Regions from separate parts of the Mus musculus genome. Here region 2 is linked to region 1. Evidence: chromatin contacts called from public promoter capture Hi-C data. All regions are on one chromosome and are shown on one strand. The core of a region is the stretch at or near the end of the contact, and the rest is flanking DNA. Distances in the headings are between cores, read along the strand shown.

Region 1 (4,392 bases), core at 799-3,298:
ATCTCCCTTGGAGTTTAACAAATTTATTAAATAAAATTCCCTCCTATGTAAGGTGCTTTACCTCAAGTCTTTTCTCTGTGTGGCTTTAATTAGATGGACCTACCCCTTTAATATTTAATACAAATTTATTTCATGGAAGCAAAACTTAATCCACTTAGAGTTGTTGGCTGGTGTGCTCACACATGGTACTAATTCTCCTTTGTTATTTTCTTGCTATTGTGCAAAGTATTTGGACATATTTTCAAGGTTACAGAACCTCAACAAGAAGCTACTTGAAATATTTATTTTCCTCATTGAATGGAGGAGTGCTTTTCCCTTTGTGGTAATGCTGAACTGACTAGGCAGCAACAGTATTTCATTTAATATTCAGAAAGTGTAGAGTGAAAAACTACAAGTTTTTATTTTCTTATGTTTGTCCAAGCTCATTATCGGATAATTATTGTGTTTTTACCAAAGGCAAATTGGAGAAAGCCTTCCTCAACTGAAAAAAAGATCCTATGCTTCCAACTGCTATTTTTCTTTCTGATTTCCTTTCTTCTCTCAGTGGCTGACTGCAGGGCAGGTCTTCCTACTCTGCATATTGTCTAACCTTGGTGTTTAAGATGTGTTCTCTCTCTCTCTCTCTCTCTCTCTCTCTCTCTCTCTCTTCAATTTTTTCTAACTCTTACTCTTCACAAGGAAGCCAGAAGTGTGACAGAAAGGTGTGATTTTTAATTTACACCAGAGTCTTGCAAATAATGACTTTTCACACCCTGCAATTGCTGCTTAGCCTGGGGAGGAGCTTTGTGGCTACTGTTTGTTGAAGCAAATTAAATCCACTGTTGAAATTCTAAAGGTGTTCCTCTGTATTTAACCCTTGTTTTCAGTTTTTCCAGTCAGTGTTTGTGGATACTTAGGAGTGTGTGGCCCATTACTTTGAAGTTTCTTGTTTTCTAGGAAACTGCTTTTGAAGGCTGTTATTGTCAGGTTTTCTTGAATGTTGGGTACATCTTTTTTTCTTCCTACTGGGGATTATTTTTCTGATGTTGGTAACTATAATTTAGTTAAAAACACAAAATTAAAAACTACAAAGATGTTCTCACACACACACACACACACACACACACACACACACACAAACACATCTATATTCCAATTCCACCAAGGGAACCTTCTCACTTTGTCTTTACAAAATAGCAGGTATCATACAGAAAAATGATAAATCATCTGGAATAAAAGTCAATGTTGAAAATAATGTTGAAGGGTTAAAATAATTTAAGACTGTTTTTGACTTTGTTTCTATCAATTCCTTAGAAGTCTCCTGGGTTGAATTATAAATGCAGAAAAAAAGCTTCCTCGAGGAAATTACAAATTTATGGAAGATGGTAGACTGGTCTGTTGGTGCAAAGTTAGTGGGGGTAGTTAAGAGTGATCCATGCAAAATCTGTGTTTGCTTCTTTCACTTTGACAACACTAACATCTTCAGGTATGTCCTAACTTGACCTGCACAACTAACTACATAGATATAGATATATAAAGATATATGCATACCCATGTGTATGTATCCTCATATTTCTATATCTTCATATATGTATACACATGTATATATATGCATATATACATATATATGTATAAATATGCATATGTGTGTATATTATACATATTTGTATATACATATATGTGTATATACATATATGTTATAACCGATAAAGCTATAGATAGATAGATAGATAGATAGATAGATAGATAGATAGATAGACAGACAGATAGATGTGTTACAATAGTGTTTGGTACTGTTTGAGAGCATACTCCAGTATGTAGGAGTAACATTGGAACGACAGGAGAATGGCACATGAGGCTAGTTTCCCCTGAGAAAAGAGTTTGCTGCTGGCCCAGAGCTGTGAGGACAGTGGGTCATCTCTCTCTTAGTTGGGAGAAGCAAGGGGTTAAGGCATCCTGGTTTACTTACGTCTCTCAGTCAGACTTTTATCTGATCCTTCCTCCCTTTCTCCCCTGCCCACCCCTCTGTAAATGTCAACCACTTCCTGATGATTTCACACCTTTCTGTTCTTTGTGAAGAAACCTGGGTGTTAATGGTACAGCATTGGGTACCATTGTATGTGCCGGCTGTCTGCTATTGAAGCTGACGGATGCCTGCGGAAATCAAGTAGGAGAAGGTGAAGAAATGAGACTGAGAAATAGGCTAAAATCCACCTTTAAGCAACAATTTGATTTATTAGCAACTTTTACATGTTGCATTGTAGAAACATTTTCTTTTTAAAGCCATGTATTGAAAGGAGTTTAGCAGAGGAGAGAAAGCTGACTGTTTAAAAATCTAATCAAAGACTAATAATCAGAGAGGGAGGAAGGAAGGAAGGAAGGAAGGAAGGAAGGAAGGAAGGAAGGAAGGAAGGAAGGGAGGGAGACAGGCAAGCAGGCAAGCTATCCCCACTTTTTATTCTACAGGTGTATTGACAAGAATCCAGCAATGGAAACGTGGTCAGTTGATCAGGTCTGCAAATGGTTGGTGGAAAAAAACTTAGGTGAGCTAGTCCCCAGGTTTCAAGGTAAGTTGTTTGTATACTTTGTGTGGATTTTATTTGAGCCATGCAGTCGTGCGGGTGCGCTCTGTTGTGAAAGCTGCTTTTCTTGCCTAGGGTCTGCCTGTTTGTGGATAAGGAGCTGTTCTGATGAGGAACTTCATCTCTTTCCCACAGACTGAGGCAGTTTCCAGTTTACCTAGCATCCTCTGAAGAGAGTGTTATTTCCAGATGATTGCAAACTCTTGGAAGTTACCTTTGACATAGACTTTGTGTGTTTCTTTTGTCTTACATAATCACTCGTGTTCTATACAGTATGGGATGTGCCAGTGTTAAATAGCAAGTAGGAGGTATTATAAAAATAGCTTCCCCGAAAGACTTCTATTTCTGTTGACTGTAAAAATTGGCCTGGAAAAGGGGTATTAATATGCAAACAAACAAACGCAGTTTTTATTGGGACTTGCGGTCTGGTGATTTCTTAGCAGCAGGCTTCAGTTTGGAACTATGCTGTATTAGAGCCCTGACAGATAATGCAGTGACTGCCATCTCAAGCTTAGATAATCGTTTTAAAACCAGAACTAGTTTTATCTTCTTTCTGTGCCCATGTTTTCCTGGAAAGTGATATGAAAGTTAATTTTCTTTTTTCCCAGAGGAAGAAGTCAGTGGGGCCACACTCCTGGCCCTTAATGATCGGATGGTACAGCAACTGGTAAAGAAAATTGGACACCAGGCTGTTCTGATGGACTTCATTAAGAAATACAAGCAGGGCAATCAAGAGCTGAAGCCTACGGGAGGCCCCGCAGATACATCCACGCTGACCCCGGCACAAGCGGCCCCTGAGTGAGTACACCAGAGAACGGGCTAGGTTTTTGGTCCCTGTTTATGCACGGCTATTGCCTTGTGTCAAAGAATCAAAGCTTTTAAAACTGTGGACAAATTTCAGTTAGATGGTATGCACAGGACTTCTAATATTTGACCAGCATGTATGAAGAATTGAGTCAGAATTTGTTGTTTTTCTTTCCACTATTCTTTAAAAACCGACAGTGGCTGTTAAGGCAATCCTGCAGGCACGAAGTTCCTATGCTACGTGATCTGGAGCCCACAGTAGAACGAATGCGTTAGGTGTAGAAACTGCATGTATGATGTAACTGGGCTACTACAAGGACCTGTGGCTGGTCCTTTGCCATGTCCCAAACTATTTGTTCATTTGTGTGTTTATTTGCATAGGTCTCCCTGTGGTAACTAATTCATACTTTTCTCAAAGGCCTTTCACAATAGCAATTGCTAACACCTTTGTCACAACTGAGTTTCATACTTCTTTGAAAACTGATCATAAAGTAAAGACCACTGTGACAGAAACACCGAGACATCATTCAGAACATTCACAGTGTCACAAAGAAGCTCTCAAGTTGGAGGGTGGCTATGTTTGTTAGTTTGCTTTTAATCTCTTAACTCCGGAATGGAAAGGAATGGTAACGAGCTTCATCAATTAAAATGTTTTACAAATCCATGCATCAAGATTCTTTCAGGCACTCTGATTTACTATTTCCACACCTGAGACTGGTCATAACTTTTAAGGTTAAATATTTGCTATTAACCAATCACCATTCTTTTTTTTTTCTTTTTGTAAAATGTGATATTGAATGGTATCATTTTATTTTTTTTCCTTTTCTGAAATTAGGCCTATAAGTATAAGTATTTCTTTCTTTTTTGATAAACAATATAACATCAGAGAGACTTGGCTTAAGTAATTTAATTTCTACTTGGTGTACTTGGATTATTTGGTAGCCATGAAGGGCTAAAGATGTGGATGGGGTTAGCTTGTAACCCCAGCAGTTAAAAGGTCGAGGCAGAAGGATTGCTATGAGGTTGA
Region 2 (4,392 bases), core at 837-3,336, 540 kb after region 1:
CTGATGTGGATATGTAATCCAAGTGAACCCTTTTCTCACCTTGTTGCTTTTGATCTTGATGTTTCACAAGTAAGACAGTGGATATATTATGTAGTTGTTGTCTATTTTTGTTTGTTTTGAGACAGGGTCTCTGTGTGGCCCAGACTGGTCTTGAACTTGGATGCACCTGCCTTTGCCTCCCAGTGCTGGGATTAAAGGTATGTATCACCATACCCAGCTGACAATGGGTATTTTAAATATGAATGACGTTATCTCTCAGTCTTAAATAATGAAAAATATAAACCAGATATGTGTAGAATGGCAAAATCAGAAGCATCGAGGAGTTTTATCTCGGTTAACCAAGAGTGACCACAAAGGTAAGCAAGAATTTCAGTTAGTGACTGGGGATTCAGACCCTTTGGTTGCTTCCTTGCCTGGGTTCAGTCTCCCCACCCACTCCCATACAGACTGACAGTCACAGTTGCAATTGGCAGGACTACTGGCATATACTTGTCCAGAGAATCCCCAAATTTAATGTTCTCAACTGGGTAGCAAGTTCAAGGCTAAAGTCAGGGCTAGAAAGATGGCTCAGTAGTTAAAAGCATATGCTATTTTTCCAGATGACCTGAATTTGGTTCCTAGCACTATGATGGGCAGCTTTCAACTTCTTTATAACTCCATCTCTGAGGAATCAGACAGTCTCCCCTAGCCTCTGGGGCACCAGAACATTTGTAGCAAACACTTGGAGGGACACACAAACATGCAAATCAGTAACCAGCCCAACAACAACAGCAGCAGCAGCAGCAGCAGCAGCAGCAGCAAGGTATGGTTCTAAGAATAGCACTTGGGGACAGAAATAGGAAAATCTATGGTTTGAGACCAGCCTGGTCTACACAGAAAGTTCCAGGCCAGCCAGGGCTATTTCATCTAAATGTGTGTTGTGTGTGTGTCTCTGTGTGTGTGTGTGTGTAAAATAATAAAATATATATCAAGCAAAATGTTTCAATTGAGATTGTCACATATATCAAAGAGCAAGAATTTTTGTTTTTAATTTTTAGGACTAGGAAACCCAGAAAATGATTTTTTAAAACTGATGTTTGAACTTGCTTTTTTCAGTTGACTAAACAAGGCGGTATCTAGGTGGGCATCTCCTGGCACTTACTATCTTATTTTGGTCAAGATATTTCACCTGTCCACTGGCTATACTCTTTCTAATAATATTCTCTCTCTCTCTCTCTCTCTCTCTCTCTCTCTCTCTCTCTCTCTGTGTGTGTGTGTGTGTGTGTGTGTGTGTGTGTGTGTGTGTGTATCTGTGTCTGGCACAAGCTGGAGTATTCTTGGGCATACCCCCAACCCCACCACTGGAAAGTAATAGGTTCTCAGCAAATGTTGGAACTTCTTATTTTGACTATTAACTTTTTTTTTTTTTTTTTGGTTTTTCGAGACAGGGTTTCTCTGTATAGCCCTGGCTGTCCTAAAACTCTGTAGACCAGGCTGGCCTCGAACTCAAAAATCTGCCTGCCTCTGCTGGGATTAAAGGCCTGCGCTACCAAGCCCAGCTGACTGTTAACTTTTAACAGGCATTAGGTAGACAGTTTAAAGTTTATTTTTCCCAAATAGTGTTTGATTAAAAAAAAAAAAAAAAAAAAAAAAAAAAAAAAAAAAAAAAAAAGGTGTGCTTGATATTGCAGGGCACACAATAACACAGTATATTTTGTAGCGGAAAGCAAAGCCTTTCTGGTGGGCCAGATGGCATTGTGACCTTTGATTGGGCTTCTTGGTTTGGCTGTGGTGAATGTCGAATGCCTGAAGGGGTTAAGGAATGCCTTCCTTGAGTGATGCGAAGCAGCAGAAATAATCAGGTAGTAGTAACACATGGGGAAGGGAAAAGACTCTGTCCTAACCACGGTTTCCTCAGGCCCCCTTAACAACTGCTGCTGCTGCAGCGGCGGCTGCTGCAGCCTGGGATTGCCGGGTTTAAACAAAGCTGTGAGTCACACACAGCCTGTAACTGCAGGGCCAGGAAGCTCTGCGGGAGAGGCCACGCCTCTCTCCCTGTGAATCGCTGGCCCGGACAGGGGAGGGGCTGGCCCTTGCTAATGAGCAAGTTGGTCAGGCGAGACAGGAACTTCATTCCCCTCTGTGTCAGAATCCCAGAAATTATGCCCCTTCTCTCACCATGAACTGGCTATCGAGTTCCTCGGGAGTTGTGCTAACTGCTTACCACCCCAGCGGCAAGGACCAGGTCGCTGGGGACAGCCATGTAAAGGGAGGCGACGAAGCCACCTCCAGGTAAGGAGGAAAAACAAAAACCCTCTACCTGCCCAAGGAACAAAGTGACAGGGAAGTTGTCAAGAGCGGAGAGAATCACCTCTGTACTTGAAGCCTGACCTGACGCTGCAACATAGGCGGTTGGCTAGTTCTTTGCATCTCATTTACTCGAGTGCAAGAGCCCTTCTGGTTACCAGTGGAGGATGGGGGGAGTCGGGGGCGGGGGTGTGTGGGAGGTGACTCTGTGGCGCTCCGACCAGTTGCTTAGCAGGTGCATGTGCAAATACTGACTGATCAAATGACTGTATCGGAAACACTCTCTGGGAGATGGAATTCTTGAATGGGCTCAAAACGCCGCTGGAACTGTTAGCTGGGAAAGTCTGCCAAATAGCAGGGAGGCTGGTCACTCTTCTTGCTGTTTTGAGAGTGGCACCCTCCTCCTCTCTCTGAAAGCAGACCGCTTGGGCAAAATGCCCAAGTCAGTGGCCTGTGGCTGTGCTGTTCGCATTCTTCAGTGTGTGTAGATTACTCGCACAGCCAAACACACCCCTCCCTGCACTCTTGGGATTTCAAAGGGGAGTTTTTGTCAGCAGGCAGTAAGTACTCTGTTGGTAGAAGGAGCGTGGTTAATGTAAAATCACTTTATAGGCAGATAGGGCAAACGTTCTATAGACCATTGAGTCGCAGAGTCCTCTCTGCCTCTCTGTGTACTTTGTTCTGTTTTTCAAGGTTGGTTTTTCCCCTGCCTCTTCCTTTCTCGCCTTAATGACCTTCTCCCTAGCTGAAACCAGTAATCTCCAGTCTTAGATAGAAATTGCAAACATTGGCCTGGAAGATTGAAAAAAAAAAGTTATCAGTAAGTCCAATTCCATCTTGATATTAAAGGTGATAATGAACACTTTATTGTTCCTGGGTACTTCACGCCTGTGCCTTCCAAAGAAAAGAATGCCTTCTTTCATTGGTTTCCCAAATCCTTAACCGCGTGGGGCGTGTGAAAAATCAAAGGAAAGGTTAGACCTTGCCTGGGGAACTTTGCTTCTTACTTGTTGCCCTCTGTATGGAGGCCATTGGATAAACTCATTTCCAAAGTTCAAAGGGAGTGGTTGCTTTGGGGCTACACATGTAACCATTTTGTTTCCTTTGAGATTTATCAAGCGTTTCCATGCATGCTTCTGCAGGACAGTAAAATATTCATCTTTTAGCAGCAAGCAGCCAGCAACAGCAAACCAACAGTAAGCAGCCCTAGCTTGTCTTCCTTCTGACAGTTAAAATAGCCCAAACTGTGAGCTCCCAAGTTCTTCATTTGTCACTGGCTTCAGGCTGGGTGGGCTTGAGGACTGAGCTGAGTCTTGGGTCTCCGTTGTGAGAGTGAATTAAAAGCGCTGGGACTTTGGGTCCCAACCTTCATCCCACTGTTCAGACTCAAACTCCAGAAATCCCGCTCAGGTGTAGCAAAGTCTCTTAGGGGAAGCTTGTGCATGAAACTGTAGCCATTCTTTCCCATCCATCTTTGCAAGTTTGTAGTTTGTTGTGGGAGGTTTAGACTTGAGCAGGTGGAACAAATGTGTGTATTGTGTTGTTTCCAGCTATTGCAGAAGCAGAGCCAAGGTGGGCAGAGAAAACAGGGTGAGCAGTAGGCCTTGGATATGTGTCAGGACACATCTCTAGATGGGCTGTAAAAGACCTTTCAGCTAGCCGCCAAAATGCTCACCAACCATTTTCTGGGACTGCCTTTTCATGAGGGATAGGTAGTGATGCTGGGGTGTGGGGAGAAGGTCAAAGACTGGTTTGAGGCAGGAGGGGAGGGGGAAGCAGTCTTCATTAATTTTTACCCTGAAGCTTAGTAACATATCAGCTAGCACAGTGTAACTTTGGGAGGTTCCTTGTTTAGCCTGGAAGAGGTTAAGATACTGGAGTTGGCATGAAGTAAGGCTTCCTGGAGTGAGGGGGGATTTGAGCAGTGGAACAGATAGGGCTAGTAGTGACCTCCTAAGGATGGCCATAATGGATGGGGCTATGTGTGGATTGGCTGGCTGGTAGTTTAAGCATTACGAAGTTGCTCCAAGATTTCAGTGATTGTTGATGCCTATTTTGTAAACAAAACTGAAGTGAAACTCATATAAAGAGGCTAATTAGATCCTG

Evidence for each region. Promoter capture Hi-C pulls out the DNA fragments that hold promoters and counts their contacts.
Region 2: a contact with region 1 is called in a promoter capture Hi-C map of stem cell-derived epiblast-like cells, with 3 times the contacts expected there. The contact joins the promoter of Arhgap18 here to the promoter of Samd3 in region 1. A contact is called at or near these places in 2 of 39 promoter capture datasets (embryonic stem cells and stem cell-derived epiblast-like cells) and 1 of 115 datasets of contacts at active chromatin or transcription factors (memory CD8 T cells).

Annotation. Positions count from the first base shown.
Region 1 is chr10:26,227,659-26,232,050 of GRCm38.p6, forward strand. It overlaps Samd3 (sterile alpha motif domain containing 3), which reads left to right and starts at 2,049. Exons shown (of 11, transcript NM_001115154.1): 1 at 2,049-2,156; 2 at 2,446-2,546; 3 at 3,170-3,359. The coding sequence starts at 2,468.
Region 2 is chr10:26,770,426-26,774,817 of GRCm38.p6, forward strand. It overlaps Arhgap18 (Rho GTPase activating protein 18), which reads left to right and starts at 2,087. Exons shown (of 15, transcript NM_176837.2): 1 at 2,087-2,271. The coding sequence starts at 2,159.